Regions from separate parts of the Oryctolagus cuniculus genome. Here region 1 is linked to region 2. A link is a contact called in public Micro-C data. All regions are on one chromosome and are shown on one strand. Each heading gives the region's core, a stretch centred on a gene start, on an enhancer-like site or on the middle of the called end of the contact. The rest is flanking DNA. Distances are from core to core; before and after follow the strand shown.

Region 1 (4,891 bases), core at 333-2,832, 130 kb before region 2:
CATGTAGTTATAGATTAATTGGTTTTCATTCACAATTCTCGAATCTGGCAACACTCATTCTGTAACATAGGGTGAGCATTCCAGTGAGCTGAGCGGGGAGGCTGCCCTTGTAGACAGACAGGGGCTGGGAAAAGCAGAAATAAAGAAGAAAACGGGGACTCCAGGAGCGAGCGTTTAGCCTAAGAGGATGCCCGTGTCCCACGTGGAGTTACCGGGGGTTCAGTTCTGGCTCCTGACCCCAGCTTTCTGCTAACACAGCAGTCAGCAGGTGTACTCAAGTACTTAGGTCCCTGCCACCCACGTAGCGACCTCGATTCAGTTCTGGGCTCCTGGCTTTGGCCTGGCCTAGTCCCAACTGTTGGGGGCATTTGGGGAGTGACCCAGGGATGGAAGCTCTCTCTGTCTCTCTTTCTGTTTGTCTGTCTGCTTCCAAAGTGAGTTAACTAATTCATTATCTCCAAAGTGGCTGGTTGGGGTGGGTTTTGTGGTGCAATGGGCTAAGCCACTGCTTGGGAACTCCATATCCTATATCAGAGTGCTTGTTTGAGTCCCAGCTACTCTCTATCCAATGCAGCTTCCTGCAGAGAGGATTGGAGCCACTGAAGATGGCCCAACTACTTGAGTCCCTGCCAGCCATGTGTGAGACCAGGATGGAGTTCCTGGTTCTTGGTTTCAGTCTGGCCCAGAACTGGCTGTTTCGGACATCTGGAGAGTGAACCAGCACTCTTTCTCTCTCTCTCTGTCACTCTGTCTTTCAAATAAATAAAGACAACAGTGGATGGTTGTCTCAAGGTTACTTTCCAAAGTGGAAGTAAGAGGGGACTTCCTTATCAAGCAGCCTGTTTAGTGCTGGGCCCTTGTCACTCTCCCGGTCCCGACTTCTTACAAGGGCAGAGACACAGGGACTCCATTTCGGCCTGGGTTCTGGGGCGGGGAGCAGGAGTCCCAGCCCATGGCGCCTACACCTTTAACACCCGGAAGGGCAGACGACTGGTGCTCTGTGAAGGCCCACGGAACCTAGAACTGCCGCTGGCGTGAGAGGTTTGGGTTTTTCTTTTTTTGTCTTTTTCACTTCTTTGAAGAAGGGCCTTTTGCGTGGGGAGGCAGAGAGAGAGAAGCAGGAAGGAAGCTCAGCTAAGTGAACGGCCAGCGCAGCCAGGTTCTCTGTAAGGACGCTCATTCCATTGCCTCGGCACTCACGAAGTCCCCACCACAACGCCAGCAGGGCCCGATGCCCGCACTGTACCGACGAAGCCATGGAAGGCAGTGGAGCCAGGGTGCTCGGGGAGCCGAGGGCGAGGCTGCAGGGCCGCTCCGGCCCACACGAGGGCGCCCCGCGCTGCCGCATCTGGGGCAGGAGGCTGGGGAGAGACCCTCCAGCGCGCCCAGGCTGGCCCCTCTCCCTGGGTGTCCCCCAGGAATGAGGGCCCACCGGCCGCTGGAAACACGGGCGGCTTCGAGGCCTTGCGACGTGCATGGCTCTGAAGGTCAGGGCGGTCTGCGTGGGGAGGGAGGTGGTGTTGGCCACGGAGGCGTGCGCCTCGTCGGGTGTGGCCAGCACAGGGGTGGATACAGTGGCGTGGAGAAGGGTGCGGTGGGCGGGGCGCTGAGGCTGGGGCGGACAAGGAGGAAACCTTAGGCAATGTCCAGCCCGTGGGACTCAGGCCTTCCCAGCAGAGGCAGTCCGGGGCAGACAGAGCGGAGCTGCTGGCGCCCCCCCCCCCGCCCCCCCGCAGCCCTGGCCCCTAGGCGTCGCCGGGGGGGGGTGCCCCCTTGGGTTTGTGCCCCCCCCCCCCCCCCCCCCGCCAGCCTCCAAGTGGTGGTTCCCGTCCCAGCAGGGGTCAGATGTTCAGCAGCAGCCAAGCCCTGGAGCCTGACCATTTTTGTCACTCAAGGATCTGTTGTCACTAAGATTTGCCCAGGGGCACAGCTGAGGTCTTGTGACCCAAGAAATAGCACTGTTCTCAGCTGAGACCTAAACTTTTTTTTTTTCTCCCCCTCTGAAAGCTACAGGAGGAGAGTGGCAGGGAGCCCAGGTCTGGGGGTGGGGAGGCTTCCCCCAGCCTCGCTGCCACAGTGGTCACCAGACAGCCTCTTCACATGAGTAAGCTCTGCAGGCCGTACCCTGGCCTGCTGTCTCAGCCGGGGATTTGAGGGCATTAGACTTGGTGGAAATTAAACCCAGGGCGGGAGCCTCGGGCCTGGAGGCTGAGGCTTTGGACAGGGTCCCAGGGCAGGGGCAGAGGAAGTCCTGAGGCTCCTCACAGCCAGACGGGGAGCAGGAGAGCAAAGCCCAGGAGGCCGGGGGGTTCTGGAGCTTGGTGGGGACAAGAGCAGAACTCTGCAGTGTCCAGGAGAGCTCCTCCCGGGGCAGAGAGAACAGGCAAACAGCCCCAGGAGTCGAGGACTCCCCAGGCTTGTTCCTCTTCCTTGGCCAGACTGCTCCCAGCAGGCCTCCCCCTCAGCTTCCAGTCCTGGGCCCACGAGGGTCACAAGAGGAGCCTGATACAAGGCATCTTCCTGGGACCTGGCTTCTCCAGGAAGCAGCGGGATGGCAGGGAGCCGGGCATCCGGGGAGCAAGTCTTAATGACCGGATAGCCACAGAGGAGCAGCACTGGGTGGCCATCGCGGGGCAGCAGGTTAAGCCACCACGTGTGACACCTGCATCCCACATCGGAGTGTCCATTTGAGTCCCGGTTGCTCGGCTTCTGATCCAGGCTCCGGCTGATGCATCCTGGGAGGCAGCAGAGGATGGCCCAGGTAGCTGGGTCCCTGCCACCCACATAGGAGACCCAGGTGGAGTTCCTGGCTCCTGCTTTCAGCTGGGCTCAGCCCAGGCTGTTGCAAGCACTGGGGAGTGAACTAGTAGACAGAATCTCTCCTTCTCCCTCCCTCCCTCCCTCCTCCACCCCTCCTCCCTCCCTCTCTTCCTCTCTCCTGCTGCTCTGCCTTTCAGGTAGATGAAAATAAACATTTGAAAAACAAAAGAATCTTTGTTATTAGGCCCAGATGATCAGTTCAGTTGCCTGGAGGCCATGTGACCCTGAGGAGCAGGGTTGATTTCCCTCAACCTCAGTTTCATTATCCACAAAATGGAAAGAATAATTTCTTGGCAGAAGTGTGAGGATTCAGCAGTTGGAAGGAGGGGCAAGCATTTGGCCTCGAAGCCATTGGGATGCCTGCATCCCATGAGCGAACCTGGGTTCAGTCCTTGACTCCCACTTCCACTTCCTGCTAACGCAGACCCTGGGAGGCCACACTGAGGGGTCCTTGCCAGCCATGTGGGAGACCTAGATTGAGTTCCCTGCCCCTGGCTTTGGCCAAGCTCAGTCCTGGCTGTTGCAGGAATTTGGGGGAGTGAGACAATGGATGGGAGCTCTCTCTCACTAGCTGTCTCTCTCAAATAAATAAATAGGAAACCCTTGATCGGTGCTAAGTGCTGTCACTGTCAGTTTCTGACACCCAGGCGATGAGAGCAGTCCCGTGTCCCCTCCCTGTGTGACAGCGAGCAAGCCGCTCAGCATCTCTGCTCCCGGGAGACCTCTGGGGAAGTGTCTCGGTTCCAAGATTGCTTACTGGACAGCTGGCACCTGTGTGTACCAGGCAGGCAGGCAGCAGCAGGAACACAGAGCTCAGCCTCCCCGAGCAACATAGGCCGGGGTGGCTGCTCTGGTTCCAACAGGGCTCTGTCGAAGGCCTTGCTGCTGTCGCTTCCTTTTCTCTCTTCTAACCTCGGGGGTCAAGTTCCTCCCATGCTGGAGTCAGAGGGAGAGGGCATGGTGCAGAGAGGTCCAGGCCAAAGCTTGTCCCTGTCCCCTGCCCACCCTGAGCGCCCATCTCTCCCCCAGAGTCCGCCATCCAGGTGAACTCCCCCAGTCCCGGCGCCTACTGATTGCTGGTGCACCTGCAAGCAGGCACGGAGTGGATGAGAAGGAAGGGGCTTTCTGTGACGTCAGTACGGAGCAGGGAGCCTGTGGGTGGGCACCATCCCCAGAGTAAAGAGCCCAGGGTGGATGGGGGCCCCACCCTACTGGGTGTGCCGGCAGCCGAAACCTGGCAGCTGCCCCAGGTCCCTCCCCGCCCCACCCCCACACCCCTCCTGTTGGCTTACTCTGCCTCCTCCTAAACTCCCTGGAATCAGCTCTGCCTTTTCCCATCCTCCCCTAGGCCACTATTATTTCCGGCCCAGATGGCCGAATTACACATGAAATCGTTGCCTGCAGCCCTGCCTCTTCCAGCCTGTTGCACAAACCGCATCAAAGAGACATTTCTGAAGGCAGAGCGGTGATGAGGCAGCTGGGTGCATCATGCCTTCCAAGGAAGGCCTCGCCAGCCCCGCAGCTCTGGGACTCTGAAGTGAGCCCTCCTGCCCCTGCCCTCGCTGGCCCAGCGCCGCCGCGGGCCAGCCCCTCTCGGCTGGAAACCATCGCTGCACACGCACCCCTCGTTCCCCGGCTTACTCTGGCTCATTTCTTCCTTCTCCCCGGAGCCTCAGGCTAGCCCTGCCTTCCTGCAGAGCCTCCGCTCACCTCTTCGCCCCGCCCCAGGCTGGCCCCCGTTGGCCCTCAAGGCTCGGAGAGTTTGCATCAGTTTTTTGAGTTTTTTTTTTTTTTTTAATTTCCCAATTCACTGGAAGCCCCCACTGCGATGACACAGGATGGGGCCCACTCTGCTTGCGGTGGCGGCTCCCGAGGACTCAGCGCCCGGCGGTCGCGGGGTGGGCACGGGGCACGCGGGGCGCAGAACAGCCACAGGTGCTTCTGTGCGCCCGGCTGCGCCGCCAGCTCGCAGGCATGCGCAATGCAACCCTCAGCGACCGAGCCCCTGTTCCGACCACCTACATCCTGTGTTTGAGAGACAGAGAGCTGAAAGCTGCATCTCCCAGGCTGA
Region 2 (4,672 bases), core at 1,725-4,224:
CAGACCCAGCTGATGGATGATCCCTGTGTAATGATAAATGGAAATTTGCCATCATGGAATACATAAATTCTGTTTACAATCTGGCCACTTGGGAACGCTTCCCAAGACTCTGAAAGCTGTTGGGCAGACATGCGTTGTGGCTCAGCAGGTTAAGCCTTGGCCTGGACACCTCCATCCCATGTTGGGGTGCCGGGCTGAGTCCTGGCTATTCTGGAACCTGCCATGCATGGTGGAGATGTGAATGGAATTCTGGGCTTTTGACTACAGCCAGGTCCAACCCTGGCTGTTGTGGGTATTTGGAGAATGAACTAGCTGGTGGTAGATCTGTCTTTCCCTGTCTATCACTCTGCCTTCAAGTAGATGAAAATAAATAAATATTTTTAAAAGTCATGGTTCTGGTGTCTCCTGAGCTGAGAGCACTCTCATTCTGCCCTGAATAAGCCTTATAATAACCTTTTCACGGAGTCTGTTTCTGTTGATGGAACTTTAGCGTGAGTGATTCCATTTTGATTTTTTAGCCTGGCCTGTTTGGACCTAGAGCAGGAGCTTGGTCCAAAACAAGGGCCTCCTGTAATTTTTATTTAATAATCCCAGTGTCTAATGCAGCACCTGGACAGAGCAGGTATTTGAATGTTGGTGCTGACTTTGATGTCATGCCCTTTGTAGAAACTTAGAGTAAAAAACAGTTGGGGCTGGTGCTGTCCCGTAGTGGGTAACTGCTGCCTGCAGTGCCAGCATCCCATATGGGCACTGGTTTGAGTTCTGGATGCTCCATTTCTGATCCAGCTCTTTGCTGTGGCCTGGGAAAGCAGAAGATGGCCCGTGCTTGGGCCCCTGCACCCACATGGGAGACCTGGAGGAAACGCCTGGCTCCTGGCTTCGGATCAGCCTAGCTCCAGCTGTTGCAGTGATTTGGGGAGTGAACCAGCAGATGAAAGACTTCTCTCTCTCTGCCTCTGCCTCTCTGTAACTCTGCCTTTCAAATAAGAAACGAAATCTTAAAAAAAAAAAAAAAAAAAAAAAAGAAGGTGACTCCATTTGCATGTAGTAGTGTCCGTCCCAGCAAGGGGGAGGTGTTACAAGAGAAGGCTGCTTGGAGGTTTCCACGTTTACGCAAGAAAAGAATTCCAGATGTGAGGCAGAAGGTAGTGGTAAGCATGGTAGCCAAGATTAATGAACAGAATGCACCTGACGGACCAGGCAGGCATCTCGGGAAAGAACTGAGGGCCCAGCCTGCATTCAGACTGGAGTTTTTACAGATATGGGTGTGGCCGTGGCCCAGTGTTTCCCACTCCCCTTTCTGGGATACTGGTGGACAGAGGGCTTTCAAGAGCATGGAATTTGTGAAATTCCTCCCGGGACTTATCAGCATGGTGTTCCTGGACCTGGTAGTTGCCCCTTGGTGCAGGGCAGGGAAGATTCCTCTAAGCTGCCCCTGGGACCCACCTAACAAGGTTCCAAGACTTCTGACATGCAAACACTGGTCCACTTTCAAGGCTTGCTTGTGCCTTTCTTTCTTCATTCAATTGCACAGAAATTCCCATTTTGGATCAGTCTCTCTCACACACAGAGGCTAATGTCTACCTTGCCGGCTCATGCCACCAGCCTCTGTGACTCTGGGGTTCTGGGGTCTGGCAGGTGCTCTGGACGTGGAGTGCCAGGGAAGAGGAGGACAGGCAGCAAGGTCTTCGTCTGTATGCAGTAGAGTGTCCATGGCGGGGTGGGGGTGGGTGGGGGGTAAGGGGTGGAGTGGGGTGCTGGGATTCTCCTGATCCCTGGATAAAAAGAACACTCCAGGGGAGGGCGCCTGTTATCTGAACTCATCCCTCTGCAAACAATGCTCTGCTTCATGCATTCTCTGCTCCTTCTGCAAGGGGAGGGGCCAGCAGTTGGCCATCTATGAGGTCTTCTGGCCTGGTGTGGAGAGCATCTGGACGTACTGTTCTGGGGGAGTCATCTTATCAGGATTCTACCCACGCAACCCCCCCCCCCCCAGCTCAGTATAGGGCTGTGCTACTCAAAATGTAGTTCTCACTGGCATCATCAGAATACTAGGGAAGTGTTAGGAATGCAAATTCTTGGGTCCCACCCCAGACCCAGTAAATCAGAATTTCTGGGTGGCACCCAGGAAGCTGTTTTTTTAAGAAGCCTGCCAGGTGATCTGTAAGTATACAAAAGTTTGAAAAGTACTGATAAATGGAATACACACCCATTGCCTCCCTCACTACACACACACACACACACACACACACACTCACACACACACACACAGAGCTGCCTGCATCTCCCACAGCTGCTAATGGCGCTTGCTCATTTTCCTGGGGTTTCCCTTGGCAAGGCCCTGGGCTTTGTTTTTCTCCACCGTAGATCTCGTTCATTTCCTGCCGCTTCCCAGAGGTTAGGAGAGGAAAGAGAGCGGGAATGAAGGCGGGAGGGAGGGGGACGGGGTTACTTAAGGCAGCAGAGCTTGCAAGAACCAAAAGGAAAATGCTCCGTGACAATGTTCCTTTGTGAAAAGTTGAGCTTTATGTTGATGGAGCTGCAAGTCATTAGCAGCCGAAGCACACGGCGGGAGCTGCCCCGGTCACTCTCCGGGGCCTGATCGCCCTCTGCTGCCGATGGATAAATAACGCTCTGGGGCCACAGCTTGCCAAGGAAAAGAGGAAGAGTCTCTGGGGCCCGGGTGGGGAAGAGGACGTGACCAAGGCCAAAAAGTCATGAGGTCCCCACTTCAGGCTGCGAAGAATCTTGTTTGCAGGAAAAGAGGCCGTAGCCAATCTGCGGATGTTTCCAGGACTCATCCGACAAACAGTGGGGTCCTGCCAAGAGCTCCCTGGCTCCCAGGATTCCCGGCTCAGAGCCTGCGCTGGCTCTGCAACCCTCTCGCAGCCTGCCTGCCACCGTCACCTTGAGCAGGAAGAGTGTTTAAAACAGGGAGAGGCACAGGCAAGAGCAAAAGCGATAGGACTCTTTGGTGTGGGGCATTGAGGGGCATTGAGGGTCCAGCCCAGAGTTTTCCTTTTCTTTCCTAATCTCCTTGTCTCAGGCTCGCTTTGTTTCCTTTGTCTCGGTGAAAGCCCTCTGTCTTTGGGTCTTTCCTCTGCCAGGGAACTCTGGCCCCACAGCTGTGGAGTCAGCCCTTCTCTCCAACTTTATTGCCCCACTTTATGGCAGCGGGGAGGGCTGGTTCATGTGGGTCACCGGTGGAGAGAGCAAAGATTTGTTCCCAGAAGAAAAGCTCAGGCGCAGCAGTGGCTCCTGCCAGCCATGGGCAGTGACCCATTTCCTGCTACCTCCTTCCCCTGCTCCTTCCCAGCCAGCTCGGCCTGCAGCTGGCCTGGGGCTGGTCCCACAACCCCGCCCCCTCTCTTGGGACTTCTGTAGAGCGAGGGGCTCCCGCTGGGGAGATACCCTCATGGCCAGGTCTGGAAAATTACTTAAACTGCCCTCTAAGAGCTGGGTGGGGGGAGGGGAGGGTGGGGGTGAGAGTGCAGGCAGAGAGGGTGAAGAGCCAGGTCCTTGAGAATTTTCTGGCCGCACCCTGACATCCCCCCGAACCATGCCCGACACGGGGTGAGTCCACCTACACCAGGCCCTTCACCCAAGACAAACACTTCTGGATGGAAACCTGATTGCTTGGTTTTCAGTCTGTCTGGGACCAAATATCTGGCTCTCTGGACCACTGTATTTGGATACATTTATCTGTGTGACCCAAAATATATGCTGGTTATCTACATGTATTAAAATCAGAGCATCTGCTACACTGCCTTGAGGTCATGATCCTTGAAGGGCAATTTCAACTCCCATAAGTAATTCCCTGTGAGCAATTTTATGCCTGGAATTGGACCAGAGGTCCAAGAAGGGGCAGGATTGCGGGCACTTTGGCTGGCAGAGAGGTGATCTGGTCTCTGCGCACACAGACAGGCAGAGATCAAGTGAAAAAGAATGGTTATGAGAAGGCACGAACAGCTACATAATTCGCAGGGCCCAGTACAAAACACAAATACATGCAGTGCCCCTCATTCTAAAATTAAGAATCTCAAGATGGTAATAGTGGAATATTCAATTAAGCCTGAAGCCCCTTCTTCTTCTTTTGTTTTTTTTTTTTTTTGTTTGTTTGTTTGTTTGTTTTCCTGAAAGATTTATTGGGGACGGTGCTGTGGTGCAGCAAGTTGAGCTGTGATCTACAGCGCCGGTCTCCAATTTTGGCACTGGTTTGAGACCTCACTGCTCCACTTCCAATCCAGCTCTCTGCTAATGCATCTGGGAAAGCAGCAAAAGATGGCCCAAGTGCTTGGGTCCCTGCACCCACATGGGAAACCCAGAAGAATCCCCTGGTTCCTGGCTTCGGCCTGGCCCAGCCCCGGCTGTTGTGGTCATTTGGGGAGTGAACCAACAGATGCAGGATACCTCTCTCTCTCTCTACCTCTGGATTTCAAATAAATTTAAAAAATTTTTAAAAAGATTTATTTATTTATTTATTTGAAAGTCAGAATTACACAGAGAAAGAAGGAGAGGCAGAGAGAGAGAGGTCTTCCATCTGCTGGTTCACTCCCCAGATGGCCGCAACGGTTGGAGCTGAGGTGATCCAAAGCCAGGATCCAGGAGCTTCTTCTGGGTCTCCCACTCGGGTGCAGGGGCCCAAGGACTTGGGCCATCTTCTAGTGCTTTC

The links. Hi-C and Micro-C count contacts between places; a contact is called where the count stands out from the background.
Region 1: a Micro-C map of ear pinna shows a contact between it and region 2, with 4 times the contacts expected there. The contact joins two enhancer-like sites. A contact is called at or near these places in 4 of 6 Hi-C or Micro-C datasets (ear pinna, psoas muscle, skin fibroblasts and 1 more).

The regions. Positions count from the first base shown.
Region 1 is chr7:57,447,367-57,452,257 of mOryCun1.1, reverse strand. No RefSeq gene overlaps it. Among named protein-coding and RNA genes, the nearest start is that of SLC16A1, 58 kb to the right of the region's middle. Within about 2 kb of position 1,582, at least 2 of the 8 cell types and tissues checked have an H3K27ac peak or open chromatin away from gene starts, as enhancers often do. A contact at or near this core is called in ear pinna, where this site is marked.
Region 2 is chr7:57,315,688-57,320,359 of mOryCun1.1, reverse strand. The region is part of intron 2 of LOC108177686 (a long non-coding RNA gene); the gene reads right to left. Among named protein-coding and RNA genes, the nearest start is that of LRIG2, 30 kb to the right of the region's middle. Within about 2 kb of position 2,974, at least 3 of the 8 cell types and tissues checked have an H3K27ac peak or open chromatin away from gene starts, as enhancers often do. A contact at or near this core is called in ear pinna, where this site is marked.